Regions from separate parts of the Sus scrofa genome. Here regions 2 and 3 are each linked to region 1. Evidence: chromatin contacts called from public Hi-C data. All regions are on one chromosome and are shown on one strand. Each heading gives the region's core, a stretch centred on a gene start, on an enhancer-like site or on the middle of the called end of the contact. The rest is flanking DNA. Distances are from core to core; before and after follow the strand shown. Region 1 holds the start of LOC100738280 (zinc finger protein 132-like). Region 2 holds the start of ZNF8 (zinc finger protein 8). Region 3 overlaps LOC110261340 (a long non-coding RNA gene).

Evidence for each region. Hi-C and Micro-C count contacts between places; a contact is called where the count stands out from the background.
Region 2: a Hi-C map of heart right ventricle shows a contact between it and region 1, with 4 times the contacts expected there. The contact joins the promoter of ZNF8 here to the promoter of LOC100738280 in region 1. A contact is called at or near these places in 2 of 47 Hi-C or Micro-C datasets (epiblast stem cells and heart right ventricle).
Region 3: a Hi-C map of omental adipose tissue shows a contact between it and region 1, with 1.6 times the contacts expected there. The contact joins the enhancer-like site here to the promoter of LOC100738280 in region 1. A contact is called at or near these places in 4 of 47 Hi-C or Micro-C datasets (epiblast stem cells, mesenchymal stem cells, omental adipose tissue and 1 more).

What each region holds. Positions count from the first base shown.
Region 1 is chr6:63,024,731-63,028,193 of Sscrofa11.1, forward strand. It overlaps LOC100738280 (zinc finger protein 132-like), which reads right to left and starts at 1,849. Exons shown (of 5, transcript XM_013998920.2): 1 at 1,224-1,849; 2 at 705-1,121. The coding sequence starts at 719.
Region 2 is chr6:62,892,766-62,896,512 of Sscrofa11.1, forward strand. ZNF8 (zinc finger protein 8) reads left to right here and starts at 1,852. Exons shown (of 5, transcript XM_005664944.3): 1 at 1,852-2,089. The coding sequence starts at 2,024.
Region 3 is chr6:62,779,662-62,783,210 of Sscrofa11.1, forward strand. The region is part of intron 1 of LOC110261340 (a long non-coding RNA gene); the gene reads right to left. Among named protein-coding and RNA genes, the nearest start is that of ZNF135, 27 kb to the left of the region's middle. Within about 2 kb of position 1,735, at least 44 of the 83 cell types and tissues checked have an H3K27ac peak or open chromatin away from gene starts, as enhancers often do. A contact at or near this core is called in omental adipose tissue and retroperitoneal adipose tissue, where this site is marked.

The sequences.
Region 1 (3,463 bases), core at 599-3,098:
AGGAAACCCACCTACTTAAAAAGCAGATCCAGGAGTCAACTACTTCTACCTTCACCGGCACCCCTCTGCTCCAGCCACAAAAAGAACACACCTGGACTACTGCAGTCACCTCCTGGATGACTTTCCTGACTCCAGCCTCACCCCATCTCCCAGGCTCTTCTCCACTCAGCATTCAGAGGGAGCTGTTAAGACCTGAGTCCCGGATTTCGCTGGTGGCCTAAGGATCCAGTGATGTCACTGCTCTGGCACAGGTTTGATTCCTAGTCCAGGAACAGCCACACGCTGTGGGGATGACCAAAAAGAGACAAGGACCCTAGTCCAGTCACCTTCCAGCTCTGCTACAGACTTCCCTTGACTTGCAACACTCTGAAACTAGAGGCTCAGTACCTCAGTTTGCCATTCCAGGCCTGCCTCCAGTTCCCCTGCTCTTTATTTCCACCAGACTAAATGGAGACCTGTGGTTTCCCTAAACACTTCCACCTTATACTCACATCCCAGCAATTGGTACATGCTGATCCCTGTGCCAAGGACGCCTTTCCAAACCTTATCTAATGTGATCCTGCCCATATAATCTATGGCCCAGCTTCAGGATGCTAGACTCATGAGCAGGCGGAGTTCGCGACACCACCATTCCCTAATAGGGGTTACAGGATCATGAGGGCGGGGAAACCAGTGGGTGAGAACCTGGCGCGCCCGCCACTCACCTGCTCTGGGTCCATCAGGGACGCGGCAGGCACGGTCAGAACCTGTGGGCAGGGTGAGGCCGCGCGAAGCTGGGATCGGGAAGAGCCCCTCGGGTCATCCCAACACACACACACGGGCTGATCACAGGCTGATAGTCTCACACACACACACACACACACACACACACACACACACACACGGTGGACTGATCACAGGCTGATGGTCGCACTCAGGCCCTCAGTCTTCCCCGGTGTGAAATGGGGACTGCCTCTCAGAAATGTGAGGCGAAGGCGGGAACAGAGATTCTGCTCCCGTACCACTTCTGGGAAAACAGAGGCTCAGGAAGGAGGGGCCGTCAGCTGGGGTAAAAGCGAGTGACCCGGTGAGGGCCCCAGCACGTCTCTCCAGCCCGGTTCGCCGTGAGTCCCAAAGGCGGTCTGTGGACAACACCATCAGTTACAAAAACGAAGATTGCAATGGAGGCCCCGGAAGTCCCGTCCCATCCTTTGCTGCCCACGCGGAAACGCCCAAACCCTCACCTTATGGGATCAAGGGTCGCAGCCAATAGGACACTTTTTCCTGAGCCAATCATAGTGCCGCCTGGTCGTTGCCTGGGTGATCAGGAAGGGCGCACATCGCGTAAGGGCTCACGTGGCACGAACCACACTACCCAGAAGGGTAGTCGCAGAGCGTCCGCGCCAGTATTGACCAATGAGAGCCCAGGACAAGGGTATTTCCGGTCGGGTTGAGGCTTCTGACCAATGATAGCCTAGGGGAGGGGCGTTTCCGGAGCTGCCGAGCAGGCAGAGGCGGGACCTACCGGGTGGAATTGGTGCTCCAGTGTCCTGCCTTTATATGTGCAGGGGGCGAAGGGACCTAGTTACTGGGCTGCCTACGAGGTTCAGGAGGTTCTCGGGCCCTTGGAGGTCCGAGTGGGGTAGGTACGAGAGCCTGGGAGTCCCCACTTCTGTGCTCCTCCTGCCCTGTGACCGCAGTGAACGTCCCGGCTACTCCACTCCGCTCCTCGAGCTCTTGTGTCCTGGGCTGTCAGGTAGTGGCCCCGCGGGAGGGTGTTTGCCGCGGCCTCCGTCACAGCCCGTCTGTGTCAGCGGCCACTCAGGGGTCGTCGTCTTTAGCTTTGTATCTGCTTTTCGGAACAGGAGACCCTGGTTCGAAAGTCAACCATACCGAGGTGATGACCCAGCATATAGCTGGGCTGGGGACGTGATAAGCCAGCCGATCGACTGAGCACGGATGAGGCAGGGTCTCCTGGCCTCCACCTGGCCGGACTCTGAGCCCCAGTGCCCGAGGTTCCCGACTAAGCCCAGGACTCGGTGTTCAGGTAGAGCGTTCTCAGGTAGGCGGTATTAATTTCAGAATCCAGTATGATATCATGCGAAAGGTGCAGGGGGACGAATGTGCATGTGCAAGACTCGGAGGTGAGACTAACTTGAGAGCACTTAGGAAAGTTCTCATGTCTCCACCGCGAAGGACCAAGAGCGTGAGGAGTCCTATTTCTATAGACAGGCTGAGGGTGCTGGGATCCATAGCAAATTTTCAGAAGATGGATGGCCAATATCTGAGTTAGGTAAGATTTTGAAACTATCCTAGTGGATGGTTTGTGTGTACACACTGATGGGAGAGAGGTTGTGGTGGGGCTGAAAGCATGCGGCTTGGTGAGGCTGCTGCTGCTGCAGATATTTTCCGGGTGGCCTGTTCAGAATAGAAGTAGGAGAAATAATCAGATTCCAGATAGATTTTTCAAGGTGGAATCAATGGGGTTTCCGATTACATATGAAGAGTGATGCCAGAGGCCCGCTCCGGCGGCCAGGGAGCGTCCTCTTTTTCCCGATGGGAGAGGGATGCGGCGTCCGCGAATGAACAATTACGGAGACAGCCTCTTTGTCCCTTCTTTCAGGGCGCTGGACTGCTCAAACTTTATTGGCATAAGTGGTTGATTATATAGACAGTTTTTTGCTACAGATTACATCACAGTGTTAAAAGCACATTGGTCAACTATTACATGGTATAGCAGCCATACATCATGTTTTAAGATCTTTGTTTTAACTAAACTTAGTGGGTACAATTTAGGGGCAATTAGGTACAATACATCATGTTTAAAGATCTCTATCTTAACTAAACTTAGTGAGTACAATTTAAGGGCAATTAGGTACAATACATCATGGAAAGGAGGCGACTACAAATCATCCCATGGCCAGCCAGTCTTTACAATTTGAAGAGTTCACAGACACAAGAATTTGGCATTCTCAAATCTTGTTTTTAGACTGGTGCTTATCTTTAAGCGTTATGGCAGGGAGACAGTGTAAGAAAATATAAACCAACTTAACTAGATATCACTTAAAAGCTTCTATAACTCATAGCTAGGTGTCTTTTGGTCAAGAATGATATATGTCTAACTTCTATGAACCTCATTAAAATCCTAACTCTAAAATTTTACTGTATAACTAATTAATAGATAAACACTATGTTTTAACTAAGTTGGATTAAAATAGGGGAAAGTCTCTCAGGATGAAATTCTTATTATATTATTGTTGTAATTTTGTTAAATCACAAATCACCACAGGACAGTAAGAATGGGAAATAAGAATAATAAGTAAATAATCAGGAAAGACTGAGAAAAATTGAATAACAAATAAAATAGCAGGAAAGACTCACCCGAGAAACAATCCGTGTTCTCCAGTGCAAACATGGAAATTGCTTTCCCAGGAAAGCCTTAATTCTTCCCCATCAACATCAAAGTAAGAGCTGTGTAACCTGA
Region 2 (3,747 bases), core at 602-3,101, 130 kb before region 1:
ACCTCCTGGTTGGGCAGACCCTGTGGGGTTGGGCCCTGGGTGGGGTGGCAGGGGTGATGCCCAGCAGGGAGAAGAGCCGGTCGCTGGACTGGAGTGGGGCGATACTGGGGCAGAAAGAGAGAACAGGGATGGAAGAGGGTGTGGAAATCGCGGCCCCTTGGAAGCCAGATGCCCAGTGTCCACAGTGACTGTGATCGTTCACCCCTTTGTAGTGTTTGTGGTTTATTGTGTGTCTACAGCAGCAGCCCCATGGGGGCAGGTGAGTATCTCTATTCCTTGCTTTGCTGTGCCTGGTTCCTAGCATACAGCAAATGGTCAAGTAAATATTTGTACTGGTTCAACTGCCTGTGATGAACATCTGCTTTTCCTTCTTTCCTAATAACCTTTTTTTTTTTTGGTCACATCCATGGCATGCAGAAGTTCCTGTGCCAGGATCCAGCCTGTGCCACATCAGCGACCCAAGCCACTGACAACAAAGGATCCTTAACTCACTGAGCCACCAGGGAACTCCAAATAAACCTTTTTTTTTTTTTTTGGTCTTTTTAGGGCCGCACCTGTGGCACATGCAAGTTCCTAGGCCAAGGGTCGAGTGGGAGCTGGAATTGCCCTATTACACCAGGGCCACAACCACAACACAGGGAGATTCAAGTGGCATATGAGACCTAGTTGGGGCAACCCAGGGTCTTTAACCCACTGAGGGAGGCCAGAGGTGGAAACTGCAACCTCGTGGTTCCTAGTAGGATTCATTTCTGCTGCAGCATGAAGGGGAACTCCCAAATAACTTTTTTTTTTTGCTTTTTAGGGCTGCACCTGCAGCATATAGAGGTTCCCAGGCTAGGGGTCCAATCGAAGCTGACAGCCTACACCACAGCAACTGCAACACAGGATCGGAGCCACGTCTGTGTGACCTACACCACAGCTCACGGCAATTCCGGATCCTCAACCCACTGAGCGACTCCAGGGATAGAACCGGCAACCTCATGGTTCCTAGTCGGATTCCTTGCTGTTGCACCACTAAGGGGACTCCTCAAATCAACTTTTTAATAGACTCCAACAGACCCACAGAAATGACCCATTGCAAAGGGAACAGCCCAAATAGAGAAACAAGTTGATCAGCGCTCAGAAAATGTGTCCCTCCCAGTTGGTAGCCCTTTAAAACCGGTTTTATTAACAAAATGTTCTTATATTTTGAAACATAAAAATGTTTTAAGCATAATGGCAGTATACGAGCCAGAGAGAAACAAGAAAAGCCCCAGGAGTTCCCGTCGTGGCTCAGTGGCTAATGCAATCCGACTAGGAACCATGAGGTTGCGGGTTCTATCCCTGGCCTTGCTCAGTGGGTTAAGGATGCGGTATTACCGTGAGCTGTGGTGTAGGTCACAGACGCGGCTCGGATCCCACGTTGCTGTGGCTCTGGCGTAGGCCGGCGGCTATAGCTCCGATTCGACCCCTAGCCTGGGAATCTCCATTTGCCGCGGGAACGGCCCAAGAAATGGCAAAAAGACAAAAAAAAAAAAAAAAAAAAAAAAGCCCCAGGTCTCCTGTGCATTTCCAACTGGGAAAGGCAGGCCGGAATTTCAACCTGGGCGGTCGCATTCCAGGGTGCAATCCGGTGTTTGATAGATGGGCGCGGGGGCACCCGAGAGCAAGGCTGCCAGGAAGGGTGGGCTGGGAGATCTGAGACCTCAACACCGTAACGACTCCGGAGGACCTCCACCCACCAGTCCCGCTGCACGCCCGCCTGAGGCTCCCATTGGCGGGAAGCCGGCGAGCGGATGCTCCCATTGGCCCGCAGTCGGGACAGCCCCCTTGGCCGAAGGGCATGCGCCAGGAAGCTCCCATTGGTCAAGGCTCCAGGAACGAAGGTTTCCATTGGCGCCGCTCGGCCTTCTGGGAGCTGTATTTGCAGCGTCGCCCGCGCAGCCGCCATTGTCCCCGGGCAGCGATTCCCCAAATCCTTGTTGGGGGGTGGCTCTTGGGTTCGGAGTCGCCAAGGGTTCCTGTCCTCACCTGTCTGCCCAGGATGGACCCCGAGGAGGAAGCAGCGGCGTTGGCGATGGCTACGGGTCCCCCGGAGGAACGGCTTCAGGTAGGCCGTAACAATAATAGTAACAATAACAACGACGGCAGCGGGCCCGGGCAGGGCGTCTACCACAGATAATGACCCTTTAGCCCTCGCAGCGCACGGAGCGGGGTCGGGCGTTAGAGCCCCAACCCCTGGATATACTGGGAGACGGAAGCCCCGGTTGGGGCGCTCGGACCAACCTAGCTGGTTAAGAAGGGCGTCGGGCTTCGAACCCGGGCCTTCCAGTCCTCGAGTGCGCATGCTTCCCGGGCCTCTGGCCTTCCGGTTCCAGGATGCGACTTTGGGTGGTTCCTGAGGACCAGGCTCGCCCCCTCGACACCCTTCCCCCGGTCCCGAAGGCCGACCGCTCTGCGGAAGGGTAATAGAAACTGGCGTAGAGATGCTCCCGCGGGCGGAGTCCACCGACCCCCAAACAGAGCCCCGCTGCCCGAAGCCCCCAGCCTGTGGCCGGGACGCAGTCTCCGGGGGTGAGGACAGGGGATCACACACCGCGTTTGTGGGGCAGGAGCGATACAGGGCTCCTGCAGGGCTGGCGGGGACTGCAGTTCTCGGCAGCCTGTTCGGAAGGCCATCTGGGAAGGCGCCTGATTCGAAGCTCCAGCGTTTCTGGACAAAGTGTCCGCTGCCTGTGTTCTCCGCATAGTGCTTTCTCCACGTGGCAGGAGCCTAAAGAAAGTCGTAATTCCTGAAGCGCCTGGACTTTTTTTTTATTGTTGTCCATGGGGATTTGCATTTATTTCAGATTTGGTATGCGGATGTGCACGTGTTGAGAGATGTGTTGTTGCAGATTGATGAGACAGGCAACCGGGCCTTAGTTTACTTTGCTGTGGCTGGGAGTCGGGGGCAGGGAGTGAGCCATGTCACAGAACACCAGAGCTGGACAGCAGTTAAAGCAGTAAGAACAGAATGTGTTCGGGAACTGTCGCAATAGGGGAAAAGAGACTTCAGTATAGAACTGCGCTTAATTCCAAATACAAGAAAAAGTGGGGATTTACAGGAGGTTGGGGGGTAATTCTTGCTGAACTGAACTGAAACAGGATTCTTGCTTAAGCAGGCCAAGTGATGGGATGTTACCTGGAGTATTTTGAGGGATGAGGACTTTGAGAAGATGTCAAGAAGGGAGTTCCTGTCGTAGTGCAGTGGTTAACGAATTTGACAAGGAGCCATGAGGTTACGGGTTCGATCCCTGGCCTTGCTCAATGGGTTACGGATCCGGCATTGCCATGAGCTGTGGTGTAGGTCCAAGACATGGCTCAGATCCAGAGTTCAGCTGTGGCTCTGGTGTAGGCCGGTGGCTGCAGCTCCGATTAGACCCCTAGCCTGGGAACCTCCATGTGCCGAGGGAGCGGCCCTAGAAAAGGCAAAAAGACAAAAAAAAAAAAAAAGAGAGAAAAGAAAGAAAGATATCAAGAGGGATTGGATATGAAGGGTAGGATTCTGGCTATAACCTATGGGACAGGATTTTTGGTAGGGATGCAAAAATGGACACAGGGGAGTTCCCTTCATGGCTCAGTGATTAACGAACCAGACCAGGATCCATGAGGATGTGGATTCAATCCCTGGCTTCTTTCAATGATTAAGGGTCAGGTGTTGCCGTGACCTGTGTTGTAAGTTGCAGATGAGGCTCCGATCCTGCGTTGCTGTGGCTGTGGTGTAGGCCG
Region 3 (3,549 bases), core at 485-2,984, 250 kb before region 1:
GCCAGGTAGGAGGTGTGAAAAGTCACCCAAAACGTGGGAATCTAGAGTGAGTGTGCCCGGGGCTGGCTCTGGGATCCGCTGCCCTGTCCCTGAGCTATGGGTACCCAGCGAGGGGCTAGGCTTGGCCCGCTCTCTGAGTGGGCCTGGTTTTGTGTTTGTGCGGCAGCGGTGCTGGGTGAGTTTGTGCATTTTCAGTTTTGGGAATAAAATCTAAGGGAATAAAAATATCAATATGGCAGGGCGTTCCCATCGTGGCTCAGCAGAAACAAATCCGACTAGTATCCATAAGTATGTGGGTTCGATCCCTGGCCTCACTCAGTGGGTTAAGGATCTGGCATAGCCGTGAGCCATGGTATAGGTCGCAAATGTGGCCCGGATCCCGTGTTGCTGTGGCTGTGGTGTAGGCCAGCGGCTACAGCTCCAATTCAGCCCCTAGCCTGGGAACTTCCACATGTGGCAGATGTGGCACTTAAAAAAAAAAGAAAGAAAATTAATGCAGCAAATGGGAGTTCAGGGCCAAGCCAGGCCTCTCCCCACCCCCAATGGATCCTAAAGGGTGGAGACAAATCGCCTTCAAACAGGGCCCCCACCTCCAGGCCTAGCTGCACCCAGAGCCCCCTCTCTCCACATTCCCACCTCAGATGACTCAGGGTATTCACAGGGTCTCCTGGCCTCACCCAGAGATGACTCGCCCACTATAAGGGGGGCAGGGGTCCCTTTAGAATGAGAAATGGAGCAAGGGAGTGTCTTTAGTATCTCAGCTGCCTTCCTCAGTCTCTGCCAAAAATGCACACTCTGGACCCACTCAAGAGGAGAGGCAGACAATCAAGAGACATCCTTCACAACTGGCCTGGGCTCCCCAAATGCCTCCTCAAGACTGGGAACTCAAGGAAGTCACAGACCCAAGGCCAAAGAAGACGGGGCCCTGGGCTGGCTGGGGCCCAGGAGTAGACATGTTTCCAGGAAGTTGTTGGGGTGACGGGGGAACAGGGACCAGACCCTGGTATGGAGGTGAAGATGGTGGAAATGTCCAGCTTAGCTGAGAGACAGGTGTATATATAACGGGCGGTGGAAGGGAGAAGAGGGAGGGTACGGGAGAGAGAGGCAGATACAAATATAACAACAGGTGAACGTGAACAAAGGGTATGCAGAAGTTCTATGACCTTTTCTATACATTTGAAAGTTTCTTATAAAGGTTTAAAAACAATTCTCAGCGGCCCCCACAGCCCCCTGCCGTCTGAGCCATCCTTGCCCTGCCACGACTGGGTTTCCCTCGCCCACCCAGGAGGTCCCAGAGCAGAGGCAGGCACCTCATTCAAACCGAATCCACGCGGGTGACTGGGGGGAAAGGCAGGGCGACCCAAGGGCAGAGACAACCTCCATTCCAGGATGCTGCTCAGGACGGCTAAGCACGGCCCTTGCTCCCGAACACAGGGCCTCCCCGCTCCCACCTGGGCGCCCATGAGGGGCACACTCAGCCCTCGAGCCCCCTCCCAGGACACACATCTAGGGCCTCGTGACCCTTCCCCATCGACGGCACACGGGAAGTGATGCCTGGCCTCTCCCCGACGAGGGCCGACCCCTGCCCCGCCCCTCCCGTCACCTCCGAACGCGGACGCGTGCGCCAGCGGGTCAGATCGTTAAACCCTCCGGCCCCAAGGCGTAGGGACAGACTGCGCGAGCGCGCGGAGCCCGCGACTCCCAGAAGGCAGCGGGGAAAAGGGGGCGGGCCGAAGGCGCGACGACAGAGAGGACAACCAATTAAAGGCCGAGCTATCCTCGCGAGACCCTCGCTCCTTCCTCCAGGCGCCTGAGCCGTCCTTGATGCCATGGCAACGACGTAAACAAGAAGAGCCGAGGGACCAGGGGAGGAAGGAGGGCAACGCAGAGCAGAGGTGGCAAGGAAAAGTGAGGACACCCCACCCCGCAAAAGGACGCGCACACCAACGATGGCGAGACCAGGAAGCCCAGAATCCCAGAGACAGCGAGATACAGAGGACAGACACAAGGAGACTGACAGATGGAGACGGCCAAAGGGGCGAAGTCGGACTCAGAGAAGGGGAGATCCAGAGACTGGGAAGCTCCTATGTGGAGAGAGAGCCAGACAGAGGCAGACAGAAATAGACAGACCTAGAATGAGGAAGACAGAGTCCCTGGCAAAGAAGACCTAAAGATGAAGGCAGGGAAGATGAGAAGCAGAAACAAGGAGACGACAGAGACCCGCAGCCCTAGAAATAGAGATGGGGACACGACACCCAGAGACAGGGATGTGGGGGCAAAAAAGGAGGCTCTGCATGTGCAGGGAACTGACAGAATTCGAAGACTACCCCTGCTGGGGGTTCCAGGAGTCGCTAAAGTGGAGGAAAATGTAAGAGGAGCATCTGTGGTAAGTGATGTGCTCTGAAACCCAAAAGAGGCATCCTCAGTAGACAGGGCCAGGAGACTGCTTCCCATTCCAGAATTTTCTGGTTTTTATTTTATATTGTTTTATTTTACTTTATTTGCTTTTTAGGGCCGCACCTGTAGCATATGGTAGTTCCCAAGCTACAGGTGGAATCGGAGCTACAGCTGCCGCCCTACGCCACAGCCACAGCTACGTGGGAGCCAAGCGCGTCTGCAGTCTACGCCACAGCTCATGGCAACGCTGGATCTCTGACAGAATGAGGCCAGGGATGGAATCACATCCTCATGGATACTAGTCAGATTTATTTCTGCTGCACCACGATGGGAATTCCCCATTCCAGAAGTTTCTAAGTGGCAGTTTATGAGGCTGTCATCTTCTGTGAGCTGATTTTATTATTTTTTATTTTCTTTTTTCAAGATTTTTATTTTTATTATAGTTGATTTACAATGTTCTGTCAATTTCTGCTGTAGAGCAAAGTGACCCAGTCATACATATATATATACATTCTTTTTCTCACATTATTCTCCATCATGTTCCATCACAGGTGACTAGATATAGTTCTAGTCACTATACAGCAGGATCTAATTGTGTGAGTTAATTTTTTAAAACGTATCGCTTCTCGGCCTTTTGGCTAAGATCAAGTGTAATTTTTTAAAACGTTTCCCTGGGAGATGCCTGGGTGGCCTAGTAGGTTAAGGATCCGGCATTGTCACTGCTGTAGCTTGGGTCACTGCTCTGGCGACGGTTGGATCCCTGGCCCAGGAACTGCGGGCATGGCCAATAAATAAATAAATGTTTCCCTGAACATTTTTTTTTTTTTGTCTTTTTGTCTTTTCTAGGGCCGCACCTGCGGCATATGGAGGTTCCCAGGTTAGGGGTCTAATCGGAGCCATAGCCACCAGACTACGCCACAGCCACAGCAACGTGGGATCCAAGCCGTGTCTGCAACCTACACCACAGTTCACGGCAACGCCGGATCCTTAACCCACTGAGCAAGGCCAGGGATGAAACCCGAAACCTCATGGTTCCTAGTCGGGTTCGTTAACCACTGAGCCATGGTGGGAACTCCTCCCTGAACATTTTTGTTTGTTTTTCTTGGCTGCACCCTTGGCCTACAAAAGTTCCTGGGTCAGGGATCGAACCCC